Linked DNA regions of Mus musculus: region 2 is linked to region 1. The links are chromatin contacts, called in public ChIA-PET maps. All regions are on one chromosome and are shown on one strand. The core of a region is the stretch at or near the end of the contact, and the rest is flanking DNA. Distances in the headings are between cores, read along the strand shown. Region 1 has its middle 67 kb from the start of Slc39a8. Region 2 holds the start of 4933401H06Rik (RIKEN cDNA 4933401H06 gene).

The links. ChIA-PET counts read pairs in DNA pulled down with a chosen protein or histone mark.
Region 2: a contact with region 1 is called in an SMC1A ChIA-PET map of the G1E-ER4 cell line, with 5 read pairs. The contact joins the promoter of 4933401H06Rik here to the enhancer-like site in region 1. A contact is called at or near these places in 1 of 15 datasets of contacts at CTCF or cohesin (the G1E-ER4 cell line), 2 of 484 Hi-C or Micro-C datasets (the N1E-115 cell line and bone marrow-derived macrophages) and 1 of 115 datasets of contacts at active chromatin or transcription factors (extraembryonic endoderm stem cells).

The regions. Positions count from the first base shown.
Region 1 is chr3:135,755,683-135,762,617 of GRCm38.p6, reverse strand. No RefSeq gene overlaps it. Among named protein-coding and RNA genes, the nearest start is that of Slc39a8, 67 kb to the left of the region's middle. Within about 2 kb of position 4,522, at least 10 of the 459 cell types and tissues checked have an H3K27ac peak or open chromatin away from gene starts, as enhancers often do. A contact at or near this core is called in the G1E-ER4 cell line, where this site is marked.
Region 2 is chr3:135,836,825-135,843,759 of GRCm38.p6, reverse strand. It overlaps 4933401H06Rik (RIKEN cDNA 4933401H06 gene), which reads left to right and starts at 3,491. Exons shown (of 5, transcript NR_040540.1): 1 at 3,491-3,653; 2 at 3,926-4,129; 3 at 5,439-5,483. The region is part of intron 2 of Slc39a8 (solute carrier family 39 (metal ion transporter), member 8); the gene reads right to left.

The DNA.
Region 1 (6,935 bases), core at 3,273-5,772:
TGTGAAGAAAGAGATTAAGAAATATACTAGAATTTGAAGACCTCCCAAGCGTACAGTATGGTAGAATTAACATTGTGAAAAAAGACCTTCCTACCAAAACAATTTACTGATTCAATGAAATCACAATCAACATCCTCATCTCACTCAATTAGATATGAAACAACAAAAGACCCAGAATAGCCAATCAGTCCTAGATAAGTGTTTGATTCTATGCATTATGCTCGTTTTAAATTCTAAGTGCATCTGTCTATGACCCCAACTTTTATACATCTGTTTCTATTGAGTCAATTTTTTTCAATATTAGAATGGCTACTCCAGCTTGTTTCTTGGGACCATTTGCTTGGAAAATTGTTTTCCAACCTTTTACTCTGAGGTAGTGTCTGATTTGTCACTGAGGTGTGTTTCCTGTATGCAGAAAAATGCTGGGTCCTGATTACATATCCAGTCTGTTAGTCTACGTCTTTTTATTGGGGAGTTGAATCCATTGATGTTAAGAGATATTAAGGAAAAGTGGTTGTTACTCCCTGTTATTTTTGTTGTTAGAGGTGGAATTATGTTTGTGTAGCTATCTTCCTTTGGGTTTGTTGAAAGATTACTGTCTTGCTTTTTTAAGGGTGTAATTTCCCTCCTTGTGTTGGTGTTTTCCAACTATTATCCTTTGTAGAGCTGGATTTGTGGAAAGATACTGTGTAAATTCAGTTTTGTCATGGAATATCTTGGTTTCTCCGTCTATGGTAATTGAGAGTTTGGCTGGGTATAGTAGCCTGGGCTGGCATTTGTGTTCTCTTAGGGTCTGTATGACATCTGTCCAGGATTTTCTAGCTTTCATAGTCTCTGGTGAGAATTCTGGTGTAGTTCTAATAGGTCTGCCTTTATATGGTACTTGACCTTTTTCCCTTACTGCTTTTAATATTCTTTGTTTTATGCATTTGGTGTTTTGATTATTATGTGACCGGAGGAATTTCTTTTCTGGTCCAGTCTATTTGGAGTTCTGTAGGCTTCTTTTATGTTCGTGGGCTTCTCTTTCTTTATGTTAGGGAAGTTTTCTTCTATAATTTGTTGAAGATATTTACTGGCCCTTTAGGTTGGGAATCTTTGCTCTCTTCTATAGCTATTATCCTTAGGTTTGGTCTTCTCATTGTGTCCTGGATTTCCTGGATGTTTTGGGTTAGGAGCTTTTCGCCTTTTCCATTTTCTTTGATTGTTGTGTCAATGTTTTCTATGATATCTTCTGCACCTGAGATTCTCACTTCTATCTCTTGTATTCTGTTGGTGATGCTTGTGTCTATGACTCCTGATCTCTTTCCTAGGTTTTCTAACTCCAGGGCTGTCTCCCTTTGTGATTCCTTTATTGTTCCTATTTCTATTTTTAGATCTTGGATAGTTTTGTTCATTTCCTTCACCTGTGTGATTGTGTTTTCTTGTAATTCTTTAAGGGATTTTTGTCTTTCCTCTTTAAGGGCTTCTAGCTGTTTACCTGTGTTCTCCTGTATTTCTTTAAGGGAGTTATTTATGCCCTTCTTAAAGTGCTCTATCATCATCATGAGAAGTGATTTTAGATCCAAATCTTGCTTTTCCAGTGTGATGGAGTATCTAAGATTTACTATGTTGGGAGAATTGAGTTCTGATGATGCCCAGTAACCTTGGTTTCTGTTACTTATGTTCTTACCCTTGCCTCCTGCCATCTGGTTCTTGCTAGTGTTACCTGCCCTTGTTATATCTGACTGGAGCCTGTTCTTCTAGTGATCCTGGTTGTGTCCGAACTCCTCAGAGTCCAGACGTCTCTGTTATCCGGTGATTCTGGGATCTTGTGATCCTGACATCCTGAGTGTATCAGAGCTCCTGGGAGTCAAGCTGCCTCTGATACCCTGAGAACCTCGTGTGACCAAGCCCCTGGGACCCTAGGATCCTGGAATCCTGGGATCCTGGGTGTGTTAGAGCACCTGGGAGTGGAGCTTCCTCTGGGTGTTGTGGGACTGGCTGAAGAGATCGAGCCCAAGGTCTGCTCATGGGCTCTGGCCCAGACTGGAAGACGAGGACTCTCTTGACCTTTAAGCTCTACCTTCTTTTTTTTTTTTTAATTTTTTAATTTACCTTTTATTATTCACTTTACATCTCACTCACTGCCCACCTCCAGGTCACCCCCTCCCATGATCATTCCCCCATCTCCTATCCCCTTCTGCTTTGAGCAGGTGGAGGCCCCCAGGGTTATGCCCCTACCCTGGCACTTTACATCTCTAGAAGGCTAGGCAATTCCTCTGCTACTGAGGCCAGTCAAGGCAACTGATCTAGAAGAACATATCCCACAGACAGGCCACAGTTTTTGAGATAGCTTCTGTTCCAGTTGTTTGGGACCCACATGAAAACCAAGCTGCACATCTGCTATATATGAATGGGAAGGCCTAGGTCCAGCCAGTGTATGCTCTTTGGTTGGTGGTTTGAGCTCTGAGAACCCCACAGGTCCAGGTTAGTTTATTCGTTGGTCTTCTTATGGAGTTCCTTATCCCCTTAGGGGATGTGATCCATCCTTCTATTCTGTAAGGCAATGGACACTGTCAGTAGGACAAAATGGCAGATTGGGAAAGGGTCTTCAGCAACCCTACATCTGACAAATATCCACAATTTATAAAGAACTCAAGAAGTTAAACATCAACAACCTAAGTAACCTAACTTAAAAAATGTGGCACAGAGCTAAACAGAGACTTCTGTCCCTTAACTGAAAAAAAGGATAAAGAAAATGAGGTATATATCTACAATGAAATACTATTCAGCTATGAAAAACAAAGACATGAGTTTTGCAGGCAAGTGGATAGATCTTGAGAACATCATCCTGAGTGAAGTAACCCAGTCCCAAGGACATGAATGACAGGAGTCTAGCGTGGCTGTCCTCTGAGAGGCTCCACTCACCACTGACTCACACAGATGCAGACACCCACAGCCAAACAGTGGATGGGGCATGGGGACTCTTATGGAAGAGTAGGAGGAGGTAAGCTCCACCTTGTAATGAAGCTCCCTTCCAGTTTCCCCTTTAGAGCCCTTACTCTGCTTTTACTATATGGTCCTGTTCCCTCTCCAATGTTCTTTCACCTCAAGGCCTGATCACGGTTGAGGTCCTTTCCCCTAATAAACCTTATTTGTGAAGGACAATTGTGTGTTGGCTCCTCAAGAACCAAGAGTCCTGGCATTTTCCTTTTCCTTTCTTAACAAAACAGAAGGGAGAAATGGGCACATTCAGAAATCAAAGAACTATTGATGACCAGAAATAGTGCCTCATTTAACCAGAGCCAATGACAATTACACTGAGAGCAAAGATTTGACAAAGACGTTTGCCTTTTCTCCTACCTAAGACTTTCTACCACTTACCAAACAGCAAACGTGTCTGACAAGAGTACAGCACATAGATCGTGTGCATTTGGACACAGATGATTCAGGCAGGGGTGACTGGGATGTACTTTTTCTAAGAAGGGGGCGGTGTCAGGAGAGCCCAGCACACCAGCATTACAGGAATGAGGTTAGAACGGGAGCCGGGCATGGTGGTGCACGCTTTAAGCCCAGCACTCAGGAGGCAGAGGCAGGCGGATTTCTGAGTTCGAGGCCAGCCTGGTCTACAAAATGAGCGCCAGGACAGCCAGGGCTACACAAAGAAACCCTGTCTTGAAAAAAAACAAAAAACAAAAAAAACAAAAACAAAAACAAAAAAAAGAACAGATTAGGGAAATAATATACAAAGACAAACAGATAAATACAAGAGACAGGCCTGATAGAATTGTTGTGATTGTATGCCACAAACTTAACTTCCTCTACCTTGGTCAAATAGAAATAGGGTAGAAGGCAAACCATGTTTGAATTTGGGGGTTTCATTGGTGACTCTTTTCCAACAAAATATGATGTCGCCCTCCTCTGATTTGTGTAGGGTGATGTGAAGACCATCATTTTGCTCCATCATTCCCCAAAGTGCCCGTCTTAATCCTTTGTAGTGAAATCAACCTTTTGATTTTTATTATTTCCTGCCTGGGAAGGTTACTGCCCTCCTCCATTGCTAACTTCTTTAATTATGCTAGATTTACTTTTTTATATTGGGAGGTTCATCAATGTGTTCAACAACTGTATACAATCCTGTTTATTGTGCGATTTCAAATTTCAGTTTTTGATTTCATGGCATTTTACTGTAACATGCAAAAATCAATAAGGAGCCAGAGATGACTCGGGTTAAGCAGTAGCATAATTTCTAGTGGTATCGATCAGAAGGAAAATCTAAGTGAAGATCAATTCTGCAAGCAGAAATTCCTTTGATACAGGCATCTCATTAGAGAGGAACACTCAGACACAGTTTATAGCCAACTGAAAGTCTTCATGTCAGCTAGCTGAGACGACACTTAAGTATTTGGGACCCAAGTACAGCACCAAGTGTTTAGAGTGAGGGGTTGTTTAAGGCAAAAACTACATCCTGGTGTCTGTCTCTGAAGCTGCAGGGGGAGGTTGCACAAGCAAGCAGTTTCATGGAAGCTAAGATAAGCAGTTAGCTGGAAGAGGAAGTTTGCACAAACAGACAGTTTAACAGAAGATAAATAAGTTAGCTAGGGCATCTTGACTTTAGGTTCCTAGATTAGAGAGTTAGGTTCTATGAGGCCTCCCATCCAGGAGATCAAATTCTAGTTAAATCTAAAATGGCCTCCACAAGAACACAAGATAGATGAATCTCTGCATGGTCTTTCCCTGTCATATCTTTGTAAATATCTTCGTGTGACTCAAAAGCACCTCCAAGGAGATGAGAAATAGTTTATTCTAGACCAGATACAAATGACCATGATCTGGGAACACAAATTTAAGTCACCCTAAATCCCATTTTCCAGTGCAGAAACAGTATCATAAAGGTTTTTCAGTAACCGGAAAAAAAAAAATGCAAGTCTTAAACCAAGACACTTTTAAGTTCATTGGTAGAAAACATTAATGAGTTAAAGCAGGGCAGGAGAAATGTCTATTATAAGCCTCAGATGCTGTGTCATGATATTCAAACCCTGTGAGTTGAGGGGTAGGTGTCAATCTGCACAGCCCAAAAAATTTAACCTAAAGGTAACAAAGCTGTAAGGTACAGAGGAGAGTGAATACACAGCTGTTAAGAGCCTAAAGATTGCCCAAGATAATTTGGCTTTGGACCTGTAACATTCCAAGCTCTTCACAATCAATGAAGTTCTCACCAGTTATTTAGTGTGGAAGGTGTAGATTCCTTCCAGAAACTTCTGCTTACAAATACTATAAGCAATCTGGCTTCCTTATTGCAGATTTGTAGCTTTATCTGGGGACTATCTGAATGAAAAGTTGGATAGCAAACGAGAATTCCCTACATGGTAAGGCCTACCTCAGAGGATGTTATGTTAGAAAGGAGTATTCAGTGTCACACAGAAGCACAGAAGCAAGGTGAAAGTGATCTGGCAAGGTGATCTCTTTTTATAAAAAGGGTGTGCCATATTCCCAAACCAGGACACTGAGTAGCAACATGGCTCAGACTGTCTCTGTATTTTATGCCTAACCAACAAGGATGGTAACAGTTCCTCACTGGCGAAGGTTCAGCCTCACAGTTAGAAAGCATCAAGGACAGGGAGAGGACTTTGTTTGCAAGAGAAACAACATTTAGCTGTTGAAGCATTTCAGGAATTCTACACCTGGTCAAACAAGCTTATCTAACAAAGGACTAACAAAAGGGTTTGTAGGGTAATGGGAAAGTAAGGAGAAGCAGACTCAGGGCCTGTTTATAAGAAAACAAACGGCTGGATCTCTCACAGTTCTTCAAACCAATTGGCACAGTTCACAAAATATTGTGTTGTGATTCTCCTTAAGCTGTAAAGTGTTTACAACCAAATTTCTTTTACAATAAAATTTTTGCAGCTCTTCTTATATTGCACCACCTGGCCAAGTTGTGATATTTTAAATAAGATTGTCATAGGCCATAAATGTGTGTGTGTGTGTGTGTGTGTGTATGTGTATGTGTGTGTGTGTGTGTGTGTGTACTTAGAGGGAAAAAAGGGAAGGGGGAAATGATGTAATTATATACTTCCAAAAGTAAAAGAAATAGTTCTTTTAGACGATTGCCATAGAAACAATTGTAGGAAGAATTTAAAAGGAAAAAAAAAAGTAGTCATGTGTGTGAATTGGGCTGGGAAAAGGGTTCACACTGACTGCATAGATGAAAGAAGTCATTCAACCTACTCAGAAACACAGCATCCAGGGTGGGAATGTAGGATTTCAACTATGGTTACAAAATTTTAAGTGACCAACCAAACTCAAAGGTTTACTAACATGTGCAGTTTTAGGGTTTTTCTTGTTTATTTTTGTTTTGTTTTTTAATCTTCCAATCTATGTAACATTTACAAAGGAATGACTGCATAGCTCTTTGCCCTCTCTGTCTTATTCAAGTCCTAGTTGTCTATTTCATTTCATTAAAAGACTTAGACACTACTATTCCTAAGAAATATTCAGGCACTATCGTGCCCATGAAGAAGTGTCTTCTGGAAATGGCACAGCTGATGTAATTGTGGATGCAGAAGCGATGGCTGCCTGCACAAAAGGTAAGTGAGAGAAGCAGGAGTGGAGTGGTCAGGAAGAAGGGGTTTGGCCTGCAGGGGTACAAGGGGATGAAAGAGGATACGCAGGGCTAAATCAGCTCACAATACATTGTAGACATGGAGAAATGACAAAATTAGATTTCTAAGTGTTAATTATTAAATAGTTGCCTATACAAATAGCTGGATTAAAAAAAAAACTTCTTTGATCTTTTCTCTCACACGTATTAGGTAATTCTCTTCTGAGTTAAGAGTCAGAGGAAGGAGCAGAACTATTAACCATTCAACTGGAGAAAGTAAAAGTTTTACAAGAAAAAGAAATTTACTAGTATGCTAGCATTTTCCCAAGAAACAGCAGTAATGCGATGTACGCAG
Region 2 (6,935 bases), core at 2,242-4,741, 82 kb before region 1:
TCAAGAAGCCAAGGCACCGAATCGTGAGATGGTTGAAGACCAGCCTGGGCTAAGGGCTGAAATTGTCTCAAAACAAAACAAGCAAAACAAAACAAACCAGGTGAGAATACAGCGGAGCTGGAGACTAGTTGCCTAACCTCTGAAGCTTTAGGGTTAATCCCTGGCACTACCACCACCCCTGTTCCTAGCACCAACGAAGCTAGAAAGAGAGAGAGAGAGAATGAAAGAAACAATGCCAAAGAGGCAAAATGTAAGGAAAACTCAACTCTAGTAAGAGTAGGGGGCGCCCTTTCCCTGCCTGGGTTGCACTCTCCTTTGGTCGGCACAGAGCACCTCACCATCATGCCTGTGCCCTTCCAGGTGACACATGACTTAGACCTAGACATCCAGACCTAGAAAAAGATTTTTAAACTGTCATGATTGTGGGTGTGGCTATGTCTGAATTTCATATCCCCTTGGCTCTGCTTATCTGGATGGACGAATTCTCTTCTTAGCTGAAGGGAAGTTACTGGTGTTTTTTTTTTCTTTTCTTCATCAAGCAAGAGTTCCAATTGATAGGAAAAAGTCACTCGTTGGTTTATATTTGTTTGAGAAAGTCTGGTTGATCACTGTAGCTCAGGTTAGCCTTAGAATCCACTATAAAGTCCTGAGCACCCTAAGTGCTAGGATAACAGGCATAAGTCACAGTGCCTGGCTGCTACCTGTGGTGACAAATACAAGCTCTCTTAGTCTTCAAAGCTTGCCCAATTCTTCTTTTGGCCTGTACTTGGCTGTCTCGCCAAATAGCACCCATTGAATCAGACAATGAGACCATATGCCCTTATGCCTCTGCTGCCACCCTCTTCAAATCAAACCAGAAGCAAATGTTATACCATCCAAAGTCACCCCAGTGACTACTTCAGATTATGTGGTGGATTGGAACTCTGAGAAAAGCATCCCCAACAAGGACTCTGATACAGAGCCTGCTTCCCTGTGTGGGTGACTCTGTTACACAGGCTGTGTTCTCTCTGTACTGGTAGAGGAAGGGAGAGTAACTTAATACTTGCCAATTTTGTGATCACAATTAGAAAGAAGTACCAAGATCAGTTCACTTTCCCTTATTATAAAGTAACTCAGTTATACAAAAATCTATTACAAATCCTTAACAAAAGAGCCGAAGGAGGGACAAGGGCTTCGAGTCCGAGATGAAAAGAATCCTTAATGTCTTATTAGTGTCTTCTGTACCCTTGCCTGCTACACCACTGACTACCATAGCCATTGGTTTCCAGCAAAAATGCAGCTTCCTTGTAGAATCTGTCATGTGTATAGATAGCAGTGACCCAAGAGTAGGAAGCCATCCTTCCCACAACACCATGTGAGGCACAGTCTCCTGTTCTAGGCAGGCTGCCACTGTGAACCAACTGCATGCAAACCTGCCGGCAACTTTCTGGGCCTCTGTCCCTTGTGAGGCCTTCCTACTTCCTCTCTGTTTTCATTTCATGTATTCATTAACCAAATAGGTTGTTTACCCTTTCTTCACACAGGTGCAGAAGCTGGGAAAGGGGTTATGTCCATCACTGACTTGTCCCTCAGCACAGGAAACAGATGTAAAACAGGTAAACATGATAAAGGTAAGCAAGCACACGGCATGGTGAGATAAAAGCTTCCAGTCAAGGAAAACTCAATCACAACTTACCGACAACTGAGTTTTCTAAACAATAATTATCATAGGCATTCTGAGAAACAAAAGCTATAGCACATTAATTACTATTAACAGAAAAATGTGGATGAAGAAATGCCAAGCCAAGCGTGGCCCTGGTGGGGACAGAGTGACATGGCTCCTGACCCTGGGGCAGGTCCCTAGTGTGAACCTCCAGGAGATGCCGAGCCAGGTGTGGCCCTGGCAGGGACAGAGTAAGTTGGTGATATGATTCTTGCCTCTGGGACATGGCCCCGTTGTGAACCTCCACGAGTATGGATGACTGCTGTGGGCATAAGGCTTGTTTGTATAATAATGCACATATTTCACATTCCTCCTAGGAATGTCTTCTTTGTTAACATTAATGTCTCCAGGATAATCTGACAACATGGGTCCAGGTGAAGAAGGTGTGGCTAATGTCTCAGCAAAATGGTAAAGGCTGGGACCTTCAGGACAGCCCTTAAGGCTATGGGAAAGACCTATAAATACATGAGTTCAAAATATATATAATTTCTCAACTATGCAAAACATAAGAGTGCAATATGAATTATGGGGGCTTCATGAATCTAAAGGAACAAAGGCAGCTACACTCTGAGCTAGACTGTCAGAAAGACACAAAGGCAGGCAGATTCCTGAGTTCAAGATCAGCATGTATGCTTACAGTCTTTTAAGAATCAAAGGACTGCGGTCACGGGATGTTGATTCAAAATATAATCAAAAGGAAACCTGGAATAAATAACTGAATTGATATGTAAATTAAAAAACTGGGCTTTTGGTCTGCATGAGATGAGCTAGCAAAAGGCGATAGCAGTTGTTTAGAAATTCTCTCTAGTGAGAGCTGGGCTCTCTAGAAATCTCTGGAGAGCAAAACAGCTCTTCAAGAATTTTTTCTTACCAAGATTTCTGACTTAGTCGGAAGATCCAATAATTTTTTATAGCAGCTTCTCTGACTAAACCCAGACAGCATTTAGAACTTTTACCTACAGAGAGAGCTGTCTCAACCAGACAGTTTTTAGATGAGACAGACAGACAGACAGACAGACAGACAGACAGACTGACTGACTGACTGGAAAGCCATCTCAGCAGAACCTGAGTGGGCAGCTTGAACCCATGATTTGACTTTGAGTCGTTCTTTCTGCCACTCCCAGACACCCCTTCTCTCAGAACCCCACTCCAATGCCAAGGCTGGTCCTTGACAAAGAAATAACATCTTGGGAATATAAATTGTCCAAGATTAGCTCATAGGAGGTGAAGAGAAGATTCAAGTCTCATGTTTTCCCGTTACTAAGCAATTAGAGATTGACTGTTATGTCTTCTTCATTAAACATGGAGAGTAACTCAAATAATAAAAAGAAAATCCACAGGATCCTGCAGGGAACTGTATTTTATTGGGCCTACTAGTTTTTAGGGTCATAAAGTTAAATTGCTCTTTAAACTACTTAGGATCCTTGTGAGTGGGGACGGGGGAGGTGGGGAACAGAGATCACTTAAATACAGTTCTATCTCTCCCTTCTATCCCCATCTTTCAAATGGGAAAGCTGGGGTCCACAAAGGTTTCATTCAAGCAACAGAAACTAACAACTGACCCCAATGTCTCAAACATAGGCTCAGACTCCTAACACAGCTGGGGAGAGCCCGGCGTGGTCACGTGCTTCCAGCAATGAATGTGGACCATCTGGATACAGACTCTCTACAGCTGTTTAGATCCGGGACTCTCTCCTACAGCAGAGGCAGCCTGTCAGTGCACCTGAACTGCCGCTGCGCACGTTGCATACGTAACATAACGTAACGTAACGTAATGTAACGTACTCTGTGAGACCAGGACAATGGATTACATTAAAGAAGGAAAATGTGAAGACTGAAAATGCTTCTCTGATGAGAAAGCAGCCACCTAGATCCCACGAGCTCATGTTACCGTAATATTTACTAATAGGACTCTGACAATGCCTGGCGCATAACAGTTCCTGGTAGACAGGTGACAAATAAAATAAAATAAAATAAGAATAAAATAAAAACAGGGATAAATAAAGTGGAAAGGAGTGATGAGCTCTTGGCTGCTTGTGTATGTAACCAAAGGTACAAGAGTAACTGAAACAAAACAGGTGCAGAAATCTCCGTGACAGTAGATTAGTGTGGGGCACCTAGCTTAGATCCCAACCATTTAAAGTGCAGCTTTGAAAGTAACTATCGGGAAGTCTCTTCTAACCTGGAAGAAAAGCGATCGTTTCACCGATTTATCTCTTCAAGGGTCACTGACAGGTGTCACAAAGTCTGGTTGGTGGCTTACAGGCATGACACAACAGGAACATTCGAAGCAGGAGTGGACGAGAAAACGGCAGATCTGTCCGCTGTGATGACGGGATTACCTAACTCGGTGACCAGACACCTTGGTGTCCCTCCCTTTACGCGTCTCCAGCTCGCTGTCTACCAGCCTCTCCCAAGTCTACCATTGTAAGTGCCTCTTCAGAGTTGACACAATCTTTCTTGGCTTGACTTTTGGACACATTCTTAACACCATTAAAAGAGAAGGTTTGAGCAAGAAACACTCCAGACGAATAATCCTCTAGGAGGCCGAACTAGGGATGACAAGTATTCTCTGATATCAGTGCTTCCATTTTTATCTCACGCCTTCTTATGCTTCTTACTTAGGGCTGAATGGTGCGCATGTATTCAGAAACACACGCAAACACACATTCACACACACACATATATACACACATAGGAACACGCAGATATACACATACACCACTCACAGTCACACATACACACGCACTAAAACATACTGAAATACACATATATCAGATCACACAGATACGTGGCCACGTACAAATATGCTTACATACATACATACATACATGCATGCATGTGCACATACACACATACATTCTTCCAAGTCTTTCTGAAGAGCATATGAAGACTTCTTCTCTAGAATATATTATTATAAAGACAAAAATGTCTAATGAATTAGACACTATTAGGAAAAACTCCTTATGAAGCCGTGTGTAGAGATAGCATTGCTACGACAAGGCAGGTAAAGTGCAATTTACAGACAAAGACGCCCATATGTTGAGAATGTTCGTATCTAGGTCCTAAATTATGAGTGGTTTTTTTTTTCCTTTCTGCTTATCTAGCTTTCCCAATTTTAAACAATGTACTTGTGTTTCTATGGGGATCCATCCCATAACCAGACACTATTGTGGATGCCAACAAGAGCTTGCTGACAAGAGCCTGATATAGCTGTCTCCTGAGAGGCTCTGCCAGTGCCTGACGAATACAGGAGTGGATGCTCACAGCCATCCATTCAATGGAGCACAGGGTCCCCAATGAAGGAGCTTAGAGAAAGTACCCAAGGAGGTGAAGGGGTCTGCAGCCCCATAGGAGGAACAGCAATATGAACTAACCAGTACCCCCAGAGCTCCCTGGGACTAAACCACTAATCAAAGAAATTGCGCAGAGAGATCCATGGCTCTAGCTGCATATGTAGCAGAGGATGGCCTAGTCGGTCATCAATGGAAGGAGAGGCCCTTGGTCCTGTTAAGGTTCTATGCTCCATTATAGGGGAATGTCAGGGCCAGGAAGCAGGAGTGGGTGGGTTGGGAAGCAGGGGGAGGTAGGAGGGGATACGGGATTTTCAGAGGGGAAACTAGGAAAGGAGATAACATTTGAAATGTAGATAAAGAAAATATCAAATTTTTAAAAAGAAAAAAAAAACAAAAAAGTGACTCATTATTTTCTCTTTTATTTTCATCTCTTTTTCTAGGTTTTTACATGGAGGATGAACTGGAAGTTGATTTTTTTTAATTAGGTATTTTCCTCGTTTACATTTTCAATGCTATCCTAAAGGTCCCCCATACCCACCCACCCCCAATCCCCTACCCACCCACTCCCCCTTTTTGGCCCTGGCGTTCCCCTGTACTGGGGCATATAAAGTTTGCAAGTCCAATGGGCCTCTCTTTGCAGTGATGGCCGACTAGGCCATCTTTTGATACATATGCAGCTAAAGACAAGAGCTCCCCGGTACTGGTTAGTCCATATTGTTGTTCCACCTATAGGGTTGCAGTTCCCTTTAGCTCCTTGGGTAATTTCTCTAGCTCCTCCATTGGGGGCCATGTGACCCATCCAATAGCTGACTGTGATCATCCACTTCTGTGTTTGCTAGGCCCCGGCATAGTCTCACAAGAGACAGCTATATCTGGGTCCTTACAGCAAAATCTTGCTAGTGTATGCAATGGTGTCAGCGTTTGGAAGCTGATTATGGGATGGATCCCTGCATATGGCAATCACTAGATGGTCCATCCTTTCGTCACAGCTCCAAATTTGGAAGTTGATTTTACCAAAGAAAAAAACAGGAAATAAAAAGAATTTTCAAAGATAAGCTTGCATTTTCAAAGAGGATTGCAGACTCCACCATGGGGACTGGCACGTCTCCCAGCTCCATCCTACCCTTTATCCATCTCTCAAGACCTCCAACCCATGAAGAGAGGTCTAGTGTCAAACCAGACACTTGCTCTGGGTTCCTGCTCTCAACCCTGACCTGTCGCAATAGCAGGAGCCCCCATACTTTGTGTCACTATAAGATAGACGTGGATTTTTTTTTAATCTGTTGTCTAAGTTCAAAGGGTCATTTTTGCCTTGCTGTTCACCGAAGACCTCCTACTCATTCTCTCTGTAGGTACATGGGATAAACATCTTCAGCTCACCCTCAAACCTCCTCATGACTGCATACAAGGACAGCATTTGTCCAACACAGATATTCTGGTTCTCAAACCGTAGCCCTGGGTACACCTAGGTTGCTCGGTCCCTGGCAGAGAAAGGGTGCGGTCAAATGATTCTCATTATGTTGCTAACTGCTTCTCCTTTCCTCACTCCTTTATGGGTGATCGATCGAGGCTGCATAGCTCAAGTCACGATAGACTGAATGCAGCAGCACACGTGGAAATCCACGTTAACTCGGGCATCTGTTAAAGCAGACAGCTACCTCCCTGCTTTTAGTAACCCAAACCATGTCAAAAAGCAAACTGGGGGAGAAAGGGCAGATTTGGCTTATGCCTCTGCATTCATAGTCTGTCACTGAAGGAAGTTAGGAAGGAACTCGAACAGGTCAGGAACCTGGAGGCAGGAGCTGATGTAGAGGCCAAGGAGGGGTTCTGCTTACGGGCTCGAACCCAATGGCTTGCTCAACCCAGGACCACCAGCCTAGGGAAAGCACCACCCACAATTGTCTGGGCTCTCCCCCATCAATCTCTTAAGAAAATTA